Regions from separate parts of the Mus musculus genome. Here regions 1, 2 and 4 are each linked to region 3. A link is a contact called in public Hi-C and HiChIP or PLAC-seq data. All regions are on one chromosome and are shown on one strand. The core of a region is the stretch at or near the end of the contact, and the rest is flanking DNA. Distances in the headings are between cores, read along the strand shown.

Region 1 (3,555 bases), core at 141-2,640, 320 kb before region 3:
TTTTAAGACTTATTTATTTTATGTATACAAGTACACTGTAGCTGTCCTCAGACATGCCAGAAGAGGGCATCGGATCCCATTACAGATGGTTGTGAGCCACCATGTGGTTGCTGGGAATTGAACTCAGGACCTCTGGAAGAGCAGTCAGTGTTCTTAACCGCTGAGCCATCTCTCCAGCTCCCAAGTGAACTTTTAAATCACATTTGGATAGGAAGGTCTCACAGGATTTAATTTGACTAAAAAAATAAAGGATTAAAAAAATATCTCTTGTGTCACGGAGCTACGTAAAGCAATGTACATATATTACCTATAGTTGCCTGCTCTACTTAAAAAATTAAAATTGCACTCATTTATTAGTTACTTGCATACTGCATGCGGGTAAATGCCTGCCATGGGGAGTTAGTTTTCTCTTTCTACCGTGTGACCCCCCCCCCACCCCCCACCCCCGGGATGAAATCAGGTGGCCGGACTTGTCTCTCACGTTAGATTCTAGGTGGCTCCAGGTCCACCTCATGACTCTCTCCACACAGAAAGCTCCAGTGATTAAAGGTTGGTTATCCAGGGGCTGCATCATGGTTGAGCTGGTATCGGGGCAGGGCATGTGTATGGGTGGAACACAGTTGCTTGCCATTGAATAGTCCTTTCAGCACAAACACTCAAGCGAACCAAGCCAACAAATCCATACAACAAACATGCAGACTTGTGTGTGTGGAGAACTATGTGAAGAGATGCTACACTGGGACAAGCCACGGCTTGCGCCAGAGACTGGCTTCTCAGAGGAACCCACTGTCCAGCCAGGATGCCTTCCTTGGCAAGCTTTTCCTGCCTGGGCCTCTGTCTTCACTTTGTGGGCTTTGAGATCTTGCAGGGTATGGTGATTTGCATAAGAGTGGCCCCCACACACTATAGATTTGAATGCTTGGTCACCAGGGAGTAGCACTATTTGCAAGTATTGGGAGGTGTGGCCTTGTTGGAGGTGCCAAGAAACCTACAAGGAGAGCTTGTCTCCTCTGCTCTGAGTGTGGGGCACCTGCCACCTGTTTCCTGAGGGCTCTGTCACTGGGCTGGAGCTGGGGCTTGATGAAACCAGTGCAAACTCAGGCTTAGTAGGTGACGGTATTGCCAGAAGCCCGCTCGCGGCAGCGCCTCATTTCTGCTTTTGCAGACATCCTGGCTTCAGCAAAAGGCGGTGCAGAGAATGCTGCACGGATGTTGTCCTTTGGGTGCAGGTTTGCTGAGTGGGCAGGTGGTGCTAGTATCTACTGGAGCAAGTTGCTAAGGTTGGAACCCAAACCAGAAAAATGGTAGGTGTGCCGTGGGGTAGAGACAAGAACAGCTGCAGTATTCAGGGGAGTGAGTCAGCGGAAAGAGCCTCCTTCCTCCTCTGGCACTGAGCTCGTGAGGCCAGCCCACCTTCCTGACTGCCCAGATCCATCTAAGCATCACCGGGGCTGCTGTTTCTGTATGTCAGGGCAAATTCTGCCTTGCTCGCACTTTAGCCGCGTCGGTAGTTTTGTCTTGGGTGGTGTGGTGGTATGTGGGGGCTCCTCAGTGCCTGTGGTTTTGAGTCTCTCCCTCTCTCCTTGTAAAATGAAGAAGTTGGTAAAATGTCTGACCCTGCTCTTTCCTACCAAGAAGGACTGGCAAGAGGGTGTAGGTTGGTGTCTGTGGTCGAAGAGTAATCACTGAGTTTCACTGGTGGTTCTTCCAAAGCCAGGGCTGTAGGTTGGACTTGGGAATTCCGTTTCTGGAACAAGCCCTGGAGGCTAATGAAGGGGGTGGTGCTTATGCTAAAGTTCTGTTCTCCAATTGGTTCTTGATTTGTCAATAAAGGAGGCCAGGACCAATTGCTGGGTAGAAGGTACAGGCAGAACTTCTGGGTTCCAGGAGGAAAAGGCAGGGACACAGAGAGGGGCTTTTCTACCATGCTTTGGAGGACGAAGAACACAAGAACCATGTAAGGTCTCAGGGAGGGGGCAGCTAGGGCCTGCAGCCTCTGCTATAAGCGGGTGGACAAGGATGTTTGGCAGGGGCTAGATGGGACTAGCCACTAAGTTTAGGGCAGGTGGAAAGATGGAGATAATAAATTGCTAAGGGCATGCTTTTCTAGGTGAGAGATATCTGAGCCCAGCAATTGTGTCAAGAAGACAAACTGTGGAGGAATAAACTGTGTGTGTCTTTTATCCACAGATTGAAGGGTCTTGGGTGGGAGCTGGTAGTGTGGTCACCTCCCTGAGCAAAGGCCAGTAAACAAAAGGGAAACAGGGAGGGGCTTTGCTGACCCTGGCAAAGGTGGTAAACAGGCTAACCCAGACTTATAAAGAGGACAAGAAATTAGATGCCTTCCGGTGATCTCTTGTGTCAATCAAAACCTTCCCTGTGTGCCCCTGAAACTGCTTGTTGTTCTTCCAAGTTTAGTTGCTTTTCAGTCATGGACAAATCAACGTGGGGGTATTTAGGTCTTGTGCACGCAGGACTTGACCAGCAAGAAGACGCTGCAACAGGATCCTTCTGCACACGTTTATTGGGAGAGCTTGATTGCAGAGGCGAAGAAACCCTGAGCCCAGAACTGGTGCTGCTTTTATAGGCCTAGGAGAGGCGTGTCTCACACCTGGATTGGTTATGCACTACGCCTCATTTGCATGTTCCTCATCTGATTGGCTACTCTCTCTCAGTACCTCACAGAGCCTCATTATCATACCTCATTTGCATGTCTCACATCTGATTGGTTACTCTCTCTCAGTACCTTACAGAACCTCATTATCATACCTCATTTGCATGTCTCACATCTGATTGGTTATACTCTCAGTACCTTACAGAACCTCATTATCATACCTCATTTGCATGTCTCACATCTGATTGGTTATACTCTCAGTACCTTACAGAACCTCATTATCATGTCCGGGCCAGGCAGTGTCTTTGCAAAAAACTTTACTGCATATGTACACATTGGTTGTTTGTCCAAACTTATGTGTGGTGGCCAGCAGTAGTCAGTGCCACTCAGCAACGGCACATGTGGCTTCCCACATTTAGGGTACTGGCTCGCACTGTTCCAATAGCCTCTGTTTTAGTGATGGAGTCTGTTGGTGTGAAGAACAGTCTCCTATACTTTCGGTTGTAGTTTGTTGCAATGAAATCTTTAAACAACCCAAAAAAACCTGTCGTGCTGTTTTGTTGCACCGCTTGGCCTCTGTGGTGGTTCTGAAGTGCACAGGCAGCTTCCTTCTGCACTTTCTTGCAGAAGTTTCCCTTCTCCCAACCCAGGCTCCCTCCCACAGCAAGTGCATTGGGATGTGAAGACAGCTTGCCTCTGAGCTTTCCCCCAGAAGTTCTGCTTTCCCCAACCCCTGCTCCCCGCCTCCCCCTGCAAATGCAGGGCTTCCTCCCCCTCCCTGGCCACTCAGAGAGAACTCAAGGAGCCCTGGGTACCAGCTTGAGTGTGATGGATGACAGCCCCCCTTGCCCTTGTGACGTTGAGGCTAGCTCTCTCCCTGATAATCAGGCTGGGCACTTCTCAGGTGCAGTTGGTGCCTGTCCTTGGAAAACAGAGATTAG
Region 2 (3,381 bases), core at 798-3,297, 280 kb after region 3:
ACTGTGGTGGCTCCTTCCGGAACCCGAATTAGAGTGATCGCGCACCCCGGGCACCAAAATATAAGGTGCGTTGGGGGCTGAGGGGTCGCTAATATGCCAGCAACAAATTAATACTCATGTAATAGTTTATTTTTTTAACTGAAGAAAAATCCATAAACAAAATAAAAACTGCAGTGCCATTTTGGAACCCGAGGCAATAAAAATAAATCTCCACAGATGATTGCTTCTCAACCCCCATAGCCCACTGGACCCTGAAAGGGGTGTCAGGGCCTTCAGAGTGCAGAGAGCCGGTAGAAGGCCTTGAAATGAGAGCTGGAGGTGATCTCGGGCGAGCAGCTACGCAGAGAACAAAGCAAAGGGTAACAGTGGAGGAGGCTGAACAGGGCGGGAAGGACCCCAAGGCTTCGGCGGCCCTCGCTGCCTTAATCAGGCTTAGTCGCAACTTGAAATGGAATATTCGACCTGGCCGCCGCTACCAAACCCCGTAATTCCCTTGTTCGGTGATTAATTCTTGCTAACAAGACTTGGCAAGATCTCGGCCAAATAATTTTTTTGGCTCTCTGTAAGGTCCCCACCACATGCGCGCATAACCTCCTCTCTTGCCAAAATCGAGCCCTTGGGAAATTAAATGCTCCCCCCCCGAAAGTAAAATGGGGGGTGGCAGATGCTACGTGACCTGGAAAGAGGGATGCGGAAACTCGAATCGTCTCCTAGCTTATTACATTTGCTTTTATAAAAGGTCATTCTTCCCATGGGCACTTTTCAGCATCTTTTCCTTCGTACCAAATGTAGACCTTAACCGTCATTTCCTTAGAGGACGTTGCGTGTGAGGAGGGAAGCGAGGACTCCCACCAAAGAGGAAAACCTCCGGGTATTCCCCCCCCCCCCCCCCATGGTTAAAAAAGCAGGTTTTAGGAAGCTTGGGCCCGAGTGCCTCCCATTCTCTTGCACGGGCACAGCATTCGGCCAATTAACGCCCCCCTCTGGGTTGTAAAGTAACAAACCCCTCCACCTCTCTTTTGTTATTGGGCTTCGGCGCGAGGGCCTTCCCTTTCATCTTTCTAAATCTGCGTTGGCCCAGGTTCCGCGGGAAGCTATAAACCAGATGTAATAGCTCGGGATGGAAATCGATCACGCTAATGTATAAACTAAGTCCGGGGAATCGCATGGAAAAAAACAAAGACAAAACACAACCGGCCGGGCACGAAGAACGAGATTAAGTCCGGCGAGGAGAGGTCCCCAAGCCCTACGGGGTGGCAGCCGCACAGTGTCAGGTTTCTCGGAGCTGCAGGAGCGAGACCTCGAAGACTGGGGAGGCCGGGGGGGTGGGGGGGAGCGCAGGGGTGAAGACCTCCACACGGAGAGCCCAGGCCTCAGTAAGGCCCCGCGTCGCCACCCGCAACGATCTCTACCAGGATCGCCGCGCTCCGGGGCTGAGGAAGGACAGGGCACCGCGCCGCGGCTCCATTCACAAAGTCCCCGAGCCGCCGGCTCGCGGGCGGGTCGGAGGCTGCCTCCTTTTCTTCCTCTAGGTCTCCGTTTTATGAATGGGCCTGGCAGCCAGCACCGAGCGCCCTGTTTACTCCTCTCTTTGTGACGTCGAGTCCCCGTGACTGGGTGCGAGGGGGCCGGCGCTCCATTCACGAGCCGGGGTGGGGGCGGGGCGGGAAGCTTGCGTTGGGGGCGGGGCCTGGCGAGGTAGTAATGACTCTTCCCTCCCCCGGGAGAGCCGGCGAGCATTAATAAATCTCTAAGCCAGAGGAGGAAACTCTGGCTGGGGCAGTGCGTGCAGCTCCGGCGGTGCAGCGGTGGGGGAAACGGCGGAGCCCACGGCAGAAGCAGCCCTAGCTAGCAAAACACACCAGAGGCGACAAACCGAGAGGAGCCCTCTCTCGTAAACACACTCCCCTGCTCGATCGCTTGCCCCGGGTGCCGCGCGCCCGCCAGCTTTGGCGCCAGAGAAGGCTGGGACTGCTATGTAACGTTGAGGCTGCGGGAGGTGGAAGCAGGGGTGTTAGAGGGAGAAGAGCCTGGGGCCAAGTTTGCGGGTCACTTCTGCAGGCGCCCTCTTAGCCCTCGCCTGGTTCCTTCTTGTTAGCCTAGCTGGCTCCGGTGCCCTTGGCCTTCTCCAGCTAGCTCCCCAGCTTACTGCGTTTTGCCGGCGACATGGTGACGATGGAGGAACTGCGGGAGATGGACTGCAGCGTGCTCAAAAGGCTGATGAACCGGGATGAGAACGGCGGCGGCGGCAGCGCGGGCGGCAACGGCAGCGGCAGCCACGGCGCCTTGGGGCTGCTGAGCGGCGGCAAGTGCCTGCTGCTGGACTGCAGGCCGTTTCTGGCTCACAGCGCGGGCTACATCCGAGGCTCGGTGAACGTGCGCTGCAATACCATCGTGCGGCGGAGGGCCAAGGGCTCCGTGAGCCTGGAGCAGATCCTGCCCGCCGAGGAAGAGGTGCGTGCCCGCCTGCGCTCTGGCCTCTACTCGGCTGTCATCGTCTACGACGAGCGCAGCCCGCGCGCCGAGAGTCTCCGGGAGGACAGCACGGTGTCGCTGGTCGTGCAGGCGTTGCGCCGGAACGCGGAGCGCACGGACATCTGCCTGCTTAAAGGTAAACGTGGGTGCCCGGGAGAGCGAGGTGGGAGGGTAGGTAGTGTAAGGGACTTGGCGGCCTGAGCCCTGCTGGGCATTGGGAGGAAAGTACCCGAGTGACTACGGGGTGCTGGAGTCCCCTTCCTCGCGTGTCTTTGTGCGTGTCAGTGTGAACGGTTTTGCTGTGGTTTGGAGCCTGAGTCCCGGGGAGGCCGTGCTGGCGCGTTTCCCCAATCACCTGCAATCCGCACGCGTCTTGGAGTTTCCGTGTTTGTTTACGCGAACGGTTCTGGCCTGGATGCTGGCAGCGGTTCCTCTGCGCAGCCCAGCTTCAAGTACTGAGAACGCGCTCTTAGGTCCCACGGGGACGAGAGAGGCCTGGTTCGGTATAACCCCGGGAACCCTAGAGGGGGGTGAAGGAAGGTGAATGCTAGGGTAGGAGCTGTCTCAGGAGTTCATACACATCGGTCAATGAGGAAAGGAGAATTGGGGTGCAGACCTGGGGAGCTATCTCTTTTTTTCCCCGCTGCCTAAACTCAGAGCTTTCTTGGATGGCGGCCAACCCCCACTTGCCCCGGTCTAAGGGAGGCTGAAGTGCTGTATTTGGGGGGGTGGGGGGACACCAGGCACAACCGCGCCTGCTCCTGCTAATCCCGGGAGCAGAGAGTTACCACCTTTTGTTCACACATCATTCTCGACTCTGCCAGCGGCGCGTGCCTGGTTCGAGCGAACCCTGGCGTAGGAAATTAGGTGGCCGGAGAGAGGGTGGCTTGTCACATTGAGAAGTCA
Region 3 (3,499 bases), core at 213-2,712:
CCAGTTACAAGAGTAGATTAGGACAAATCCCAACCAATCCCAATGTGAGGGATATTCTTCAGAAACAGTGAAATTTGGATATAGTAAAATACATACTTAGAGGAGAGATGCCAGGAAATGACTCAGGGAGATAGCGACTTTCCATGAGACAAGGAACATCTGAGGCTATTACAATGGAGAAGTAAAAGATCTGGCCCACACACCTTTCCCCAGAACCTTCAGAAGGAGCATGGGTTTGCTAGCCCCTGGATTTCAGACTTCCACTGTGAGAGTGTAAATTCCATTGGTCAAGACACGTGCTTTGGATACTTTTTATGATGTCCCTAGTGATGTATTTTGTAAAACCCTTTATGATGTGGTGGGAGGGGATGCCTTAGCGGGCCCATTTGAGTGAGGTGTCAGCTATATGACAGTCTAGTATAAGATGAAGTTTATTTGGGTACATGAGAAAGAGGGAGTGGGGGTGAGAAGAGAGTAGAGGCAGAGAGAGGGGAAGAAGAAGAAGAAGAAGAAGAAGAAGAAGAAGAAGAAGAAGAAGAAGAAGAAGAAGAAGAAGAAGAAGAAGAAGAGGAAGAGGAAGAGGAAGAGGAAGAGGAAGAGGAAGAGGAAGAGGAAGAAGAAAGAGGAGGAGGAGGAGGAGGAGAGAGAGAAAGAGGAAGAGAGAGGGAGGGAGAGAAAGACAGAGACAGAGAAAGAGACAGAGGAGAAAGGGAGAGAGGAGAGAAGAGGCAGGCTGTCAATAAGTGGAAAGATGTGGGCAGGGATGCCAGAGAGAGGCAGGAGGGGGTGGTCAGAGAGAGAGGCCAAACAGTCCTTTTAAGGCAAGCCAGGCTGTTGCTAGGTAACTGCTGGGCAGAACCTAGAAGAAATGCTAACCTGTGAACACCTAGGAGATCTATAAATGTACAGCAGAGCATGTTCTCCCCAAAGAGACCAGGGTAGGTAAGATTCAATGCAACAAAGACACTCGGATGAAGAGGACAATCATGCTTGCTGGAAAGAGGTGGGACCAGGCTAGGTGTTGCTTGACTAAGGATGGCTGTGAGCATCTGGTTCTGCAGGAAGATCTCCCCCCCCCACCTCTCAACCTTCCTAGTGCTGCGACCCTTTAATGCAGTTCCTCATGCTGTTGTGGCCCCCATCATAACATTATTTTCATTGCTACTTCATGACTGTAATTTGCTACTGTTATGAATTGTAATGTAAATATTTTGGAAATAGAAATTTGCTAAAGGCATTTTGACCCACAGGCTGACAACCACTGTCTTAGAGCCTCTAGCCAGCCTACCCCCGAAGAGCTTAGATAAACTAAGGGAAGGGAGCATTCACAGTTTCCCTTCTACTTCTTCAGATCAAGCTTGGTCACAAATCAAACGGCCAAATCTTTACACATTTGAAAGCTGAACTTTGATGGCCTTGTTTTCCTTCCCCGTCTGACTCAGAATGAGTCACAAGGAACCGTCATTCATTTCTCTGGTACTCAGGGAAGCCGGGCTCAGGGAGCAGGTTTCCTTTCTTGGTGAGAGTTGGGCTGAGCTTGGGTTCACTGCCTTTGCAGGTCCCATGAAAGTACTGAGAGCTGCACCCAGGACCCCTGTCTCACTCTGGCTGAAATCACAGTGGAGGACCCAAAGGACTCATGAACCAATCTACCAATTTCTTTTTAGCACCTCTGTCTCCTAAGATACCTGAGAAAACAGAGCACTGAACAGTCTTTAGCTCAAGTACGCTCATGTGTCATGGACCAAAGGAATCAAGGGTCTTACCTGAGCCAAAGTCTAGAGCATTTCTGAGGTTGAGACTAGTTTGGTCTACAGAGTGAGTTCCAGGACAGCTAGGGCTACAAAGAGAAACTCTGCCTCATAAGGAGGAGGGGAAGGAGGAGGAGGAGGAGGAAGGAAGGAAGGAAGGAAGGAAGGAAGGAAGGAAGGAAGGAAGAAAGGAAGAAAGGAAGAAAGGAAGAAAGGAAGAAAGGAAGAAAGGAAGAAGAAAGGAAGACAGACAAGACAGGTGCCAATAACAACAATGGTAATCACAAATGAAATTCAGCCTTGTAGTTTTGTCTCCCCAGTCATAAAACCCTTCACCAGTCTTTGTCGACATTAAGGATCATTATTCCCATTTTGAACAGAGAGGAGTCCATGTGGATATTGATAATTTGCTGCAAATCACAGTGATCACGTCCAGCCTCATTCCTAAGGCTCCCACATGCCCATTCAGGAACCCCTTCTCCAGCTGGGCCTAAGCGATGTGTCGGTCAGGCATGGTACTGTAGCAGCATAGAGCAGCCCAACATGGTCTCTTGCTAGAGGAAACTGCCTCTTTAGCGTGTTCCCAGGACAGATGGCCATTTTCCAATTTACCAGTTTTATGTTCACAATTTACTTTTTTTATGAGCGCTTTACTCCGAAATGAGCAAGAATCGTGTGGTCACATTACTTTTATAGCCAAGAATATTGGAAGACTGCAACAAAACCTCCATGGCCTCTGCCCACCTCCTCCCTGCCGAGTTTTTGGCAGCATGCACAGAATGCTGCATGTCAGAATGGAGTGTGTCAGAGCTGGGTCCGGGCTGTCTGAGCACTTCCTGCCTTTGTTTTCAACAAGCCACTTAGGTATGGACTCTGTCCTCTGCATGTCTTTCTGAGGCTTAAGTTCACAGTGGCTACTACCAATGCTTCTGTGTTCATGGTCAGGCTTCTACAGAATAGAAAGAGTGCCAGTGTTGGCTCCACCCACTTCAGCTGACACTTCAGGAGTCAGAATTGTAGGAAACTCAACCTGAATCCACTTAGGAGGTTGGAGGCAGCTGAGGACTCCTGCCGGGCAAGGATGGAGACTACTGGGAACTCTCTCAGTGCATGAAATATTCAGCCATTCTCTGACCAATCAATCAATTGCAGTTCATTTTTTCATGTTTTTCCCAGTTTCTGTTTGTTTGCTTTGTTTGTTTGTTTGTTCCAGTTACCTGAGATCAACCACAGTCTGAAAATATGAAACAGAAACCTCTGGAAATAATCTGTTTTGAATTGCGTACCATTTTGAGTGGTGAGATCTTGCGCGAGCCCAACTGGCCAGGAAGAATGACGCTGCAACAGGATCCTTCTGCACACGTTTATTCAGTCCTGTTTCTTCTTTCTCTATATCTCCCTTGTTTATATCTCCCCCGAACCCTGGGCCTCTCACTCTTTTATACTCTCAGTTCCCATCCACGCACAGCAGGCCACGCCACCTCACCAGGCATGCAGCTTCAGCTAATCAGGGCAGCAGGGGCATATCTCCATCAAAATGGATTCACCAGTATCCTGGTACACCTGTGCAGCTCTCAAGATGTTTGTGGTTTATATGAGGAAGTCAGGTGCAAGTCATACGACTTAGCTGCAGTCCCTGGCGCCTTTGGGACTGCCGCCACACCCGCTCCTCACAGTGAGAAGATATCTCACCTGTGTTGTTCTACCTGAGTCGTCTCTTTGCTTTAGCACATCCACAATGCTTATAC
Region 4 (3,120 bases), core at 317-2,816, 340 kb before region 3:
CAAGCAGTCCCTTTTATAGCAAGCCCCGCCTACCTAGCTGTTGCTAGGTAACTGTTGGGTGGAGCCTAGAAGGACTGCTAACTCCTGTAGATCAGGTCTCACTCAGAAAAACTTCTTCCTGCAGATAGAAGCTAATACAGAGACCCACAGCTAGACAATGTGCAGAGAGTGAGAGATCTTGGCATATTCAGTCCTAAATAGGATGTCTTCATCAAACTCCTCCTCTTAGGGCTCAGCGAACTCTGCAGAAGAGGAGGTAAAAGCAGAATAAAAGGCAGACACTAAGGAAACAGTGCCTTCCAGATACAGTAGGACACACATATGAACTCACAAGAGACTGGGCCAGGCATGCGCAGAGCCTGCACAGATCAGACATCTGCCTAAGACAGATGGGGTCTTAGCACGGAGAGGGGAACTGGATAAGAGACTCCCATCCCTAACCCAGAAGCTATGTCCAATTGGCAACCTCTTGAGAAGAAGAACTAGTGTTTGCTGACGGCCTCTCACGGAGTGTAGAAACCACACTAAAGTGCTGGTCCCGTGCCCGGCTGTAGACGGCTAACACAGAACGAACTCAGTGGTCTCTCTGCAGATGTTTTGGAGAGATCACATAGTGCTTAGTTTGGACCTATGTTACCCTCCTGGTCTTGTGCTTATATATTATGGTTTCTGATTTTTGTGGTTTTATGAGTTTCATGTGTATAAGTTTGTGTAAGCTTCTCTGTGTGTACAGTGTATATGGTTTTTTGGGCTCTCTTTCTGTTTGTTTTCTTTTAGTCTGGATATATATATGTTTGTTTTCTAAAAAGAGAGAAAGAAGTCATGGAGTTGGATGGATGGGGAGGTGGGGTGGGAGGATCTGGGAGGAGATGAAGGGAAGGAAGCCATGAGAAAATACTGTATAAAAACCATACTTTCAATTAAATAAAAAAGAAGGGAAAAGTATATCACATATTTTGACCATATTCTCCTTCTCCAGCCTTCATCTTTCTCCTCCCTGACCCTCCCTTGTTCCCATTACTTTCCTTCTTTCCTCGAGGCTCCGGAAGGATGAAACTTTGTTAAAAGAAACTCAGTCTCTGGAGAAAGACAACTTCCAAGTGTTAAATCTGTGTTTTTTTTTTTTTTTTTTTTTAAAAGTCCACTAGCTAGGCATTTCCTCAGTGTGATACATGTTCAATTACTCGTTTTTTAGCATTGCCTAATTTAGATAAGGTTTTACCAGAAAGCCACGGAAAAGCTATGATTTCAGCATTTCAAATGGCCTGTGCCTCTGTAGCGGAAGTATCCCATTTCGCAAGTGATCATTAAGGACAGGAACAGGGTGAATTTGTTAGTCAGTCACCGAGCTCCTCATTAGTGAGCTAGCTAGTAAGGTGGCCTGCTGAGTGATTAGGAGGAAAGATGGAGAGAGGAATTGCATACTTCCAGATCCGATCTTGTTAATACTGGATAGCTGATTAATAACTGCGGAGAAAAGAAAGGTCCTTCTGGATGGCCCACAGGGAGCAATACCTAATTAGAGGAAGCTTCCCCTGCCAAACACAGCTGCTGCCTACGGGTTGATGCATAACCTTGTGACATCGCGCTTGGAACTGAGCCTAACTCTTGCCCCTTTCTCCCGGAGTGTGCCGGTATGATTCACCGATGGGAAGAGCGGTTCTCTGGAGGTGAGCCCTCCTACGCGTGAGCCTCAGATCCCGATGGACTCGTTTTGAATTCACCCTCCCTTGGAGATTGTCAATTAGGTAATCTCTCCTACTCAGGTTTATGATTAAGGTGAATTAGAAAATTAGTGGCACTTAAACTGGTTATGAGAGATGCCTGAGCTTGGGTGGGCCTGACAAGGCATAACTACGCTCTGCAGCACTTCATATGAGCCTTGAACCTTGTCTCCCCCAGCTTCTTGGCTGGGCAGAATTTCATTCCTGTTAATGCTGTCATTGATAGAGCAGCTAATTGTTAACTCAAAGGACAAGGAGGGGGAGAAGTCTCCAAACTTATCCGAACTTTGGGATGATAATCAGGCATGCCTTTCTTTCAAATTCTTTCTCAATAAGCACAACAAACACAAACAGAAACTTTGGAAATTTATAAGGGAAAGAGAATGGGGTGACCCGATCAACACACTCCCTTAGGGATAGCCACGTGACACTGGCATTCAGTAAGACCAATTGATAACCAGTCTAAGGACATAGCTACTGCTTCTTCTTCTTCTTCTTCTTCTTCTTCTTCTTCTTCTTCTTCTTCTTCTTCTTCTTCTTCTTCTTCTTCTTCATTTATTTATTTATTTATTTATTTTATGTATATGAGTACACTGTGAGCCTTCATGTGGTTGTTGGGAATTGAATTTTAGAATCTCTGCTTGCTCCGGTTGCCCCTGCTCGCTCCGCTCCAGTCAACCCTACTCTGGCCCAAAGATTTCTTTATTATTATAAATAAGTACACTGTGGCTGTTTTCAGAAACACCAGAAAAGGGCATCAGATCTCATTATGGGTGGTTGTGAACCACCATGTGGTTGCTGGGATTTGAACTCAGTGCCTTTGGAAGAGCAGTTAATGCTCTTACCCACTGAGCCATCTCACCAGCCCCCAGGAAGTAACTTCTGAACATTCAATTGTGTTTCACCGATCTGGGTCTAACTCCTTTGTGTGCGTGCTTTGCATGTGCATAGTAATATGTATGAGTAAGCACAGAAGCTAGAGGAAGGTTTTGAGTGGCTTCCTCTAACACAGTAGTTTTCAACCTGTGTGACTCATTGGGGTGGTGGTGTCAAAGGACCCTTTGACAGGGGTTGCATATCAGATATTTACATTATGATTCATAGAATTATGGTGTAACAACAAAAATAATTTTATGGTCAGGGGTTACCACAACATGAGGAACTGTATTAAAAGGGCCGCAGCATTTGTAAAGTTGAGACGACTGATGTAACACTTTATGCTTTATTTCTTTGAGGCTGGTTTTCTCTGAACCTTATGATTCTGATTTTTGGCTAGGCTGGCAGCCAGCAAGTCCTAGAGAGCCCCTATCTTTGTCACCACTCCTTTATGAGTGAGGCTATAGGCACAGTGAGCATATGCCTGTCTTGGTATGTGGGTGCTGGGATTTGAATTCAG

The links. Hi-C and Micro-C count contacts between places; a contact is called where the count stands out from the background. HiChIP or PLAC-seq counts read pairs in DNA pulled down with a chosen protein or histone mark.
Region 1: a Hi-C map of bone marrow-derived macrophages shows a contact between it and region 3, with 24 read pairs. The contact joins two enhancer-like sites. A contact is called at or near these places in 1 of 15 datasets of contacts at CTCF or cohesin (pro-B cells), 4 of 484 Hi-C or Micro-C datasets (the N1E-115 cell line, bone marrow-derived macrophages, cortical neurons and 1 more) and 8 of 115 datasets of contacts at active chromatin or transcription factors (CD8 T cells, effector CD8 T cells, embryonic fibroblasts and 5 more).
Region 2: an H3K4me3 HiChIP or PLAC-seq map of bone marrow-derived macrophages shows a contact between it and region 3, with 5 times the contacts expected there. The contact joins the promoter of Dusp4 here to the enhancer-like site in region 3. A contact is called at or near these places in 5 of 39 promoter capture datasets (the C10 cell line, the HPC-7 cell line, cancer-associated fibroblasts and 2 more), 5 of 15 datasets of contacts at CTCF or cohesin (CD8 T cells, the NIH/3T3 cell line, large pre-B cells and 1 more), 19 of 484 Hi-C or Micro-C datasets (the Ba/F3 cell line, the C2C12 cell line, CD8 T cells and 13 more), 36 of 115 datasets of contacts at active chromatin or transcription factors (CD8 T cells, the NIH/3T3 cell line, SST interneurons and 28 more) and 3 of 9 other capture datasets (liver, macrophages and pancreatic islet).
Region 4: a Hi-C map of bone marrow-derived macrophages shows a contact between it and region 3, with 23 read pairs. The contact joins two enhancer-like sites. A contact is called at or near these places in 1 of 15 datasets of contacts at CTCF or cohesin (the NIH/3T3 cell line), 3 of 484 Hi-C or Micro-C datasets (bone marrow-derived macrophages, cortical neurons and embryonic stem cells) and 3 of 115 datasets of contacts at active chromatin or transcription factors (effector CD8 T cells, embryonic fibroblasts and pancreatic cancer cells).

The regions. Positions count from the first base shown.
Region 1 is chr8:34,206,876-34,210,430 of GRCm38.p6, forward strand. No RefSeq gene overlaps it. Among named protein-coding and RNA genes, the nearest start is that of Gm29243, 8.2 kb to the right of the region's middle. Within about 2 kb of position 1,391, at least 70 of the 459 cell types and tissues checked have an H3K27ac peak or open chromatin away from gene starts, as enhancers often do. A contact at or near this core is called in CD8 T cells and bone marrow-derived macrophages, where this site is marked.
Region 2 is chr8:34,805,563-34,808,943 of GRCm38.p6, forward strand. It overlaps Dusp4 (dual specificity phosphatase 4), which reads left to right and starts at 2,048. Exons shown (of 4, transcript NM_176933.4): 1 at 2,048-2,611. The coding sequence starts at 2,167.
Region 3 is chr8:34,528,824-34,532,322 of GRCm38.p6, forward strand. No RefSeq gene overlaps it. Among named protein-coding and RNA genes, the nearest start is that of Gm33968, 10 kb to the left of the region's middle. Within about 2 kb of position 1,463, at least 60 of the 459 cell types and tissues checked have an H3K27ac peak or open chromatin away from gene starts, as enhancers often do. A contact at or near this core is called in the Ba/F3 cell line, the C2C12 cell line, CD8 T cells and 9 more, where this site is marked.
Region 4 is chr8:34,187,510-34,190,629 of GRCm38.p6, forward strand. No RefSeq gene overlaps it. Among named protein-coding and RNA genes, the nearest start is that of Gm33638, 16 kb to the left of the region's middle. Within about 2 kb of position 1,567, at least 38 of the 459 cell types and tissues checked have an H3K27ac peak or open chromatin away from gene starts, as enhancers often do. A contact at or near this core is called in bone marrow-derived macrophages and pancreatic cancer cells, where this site is marked.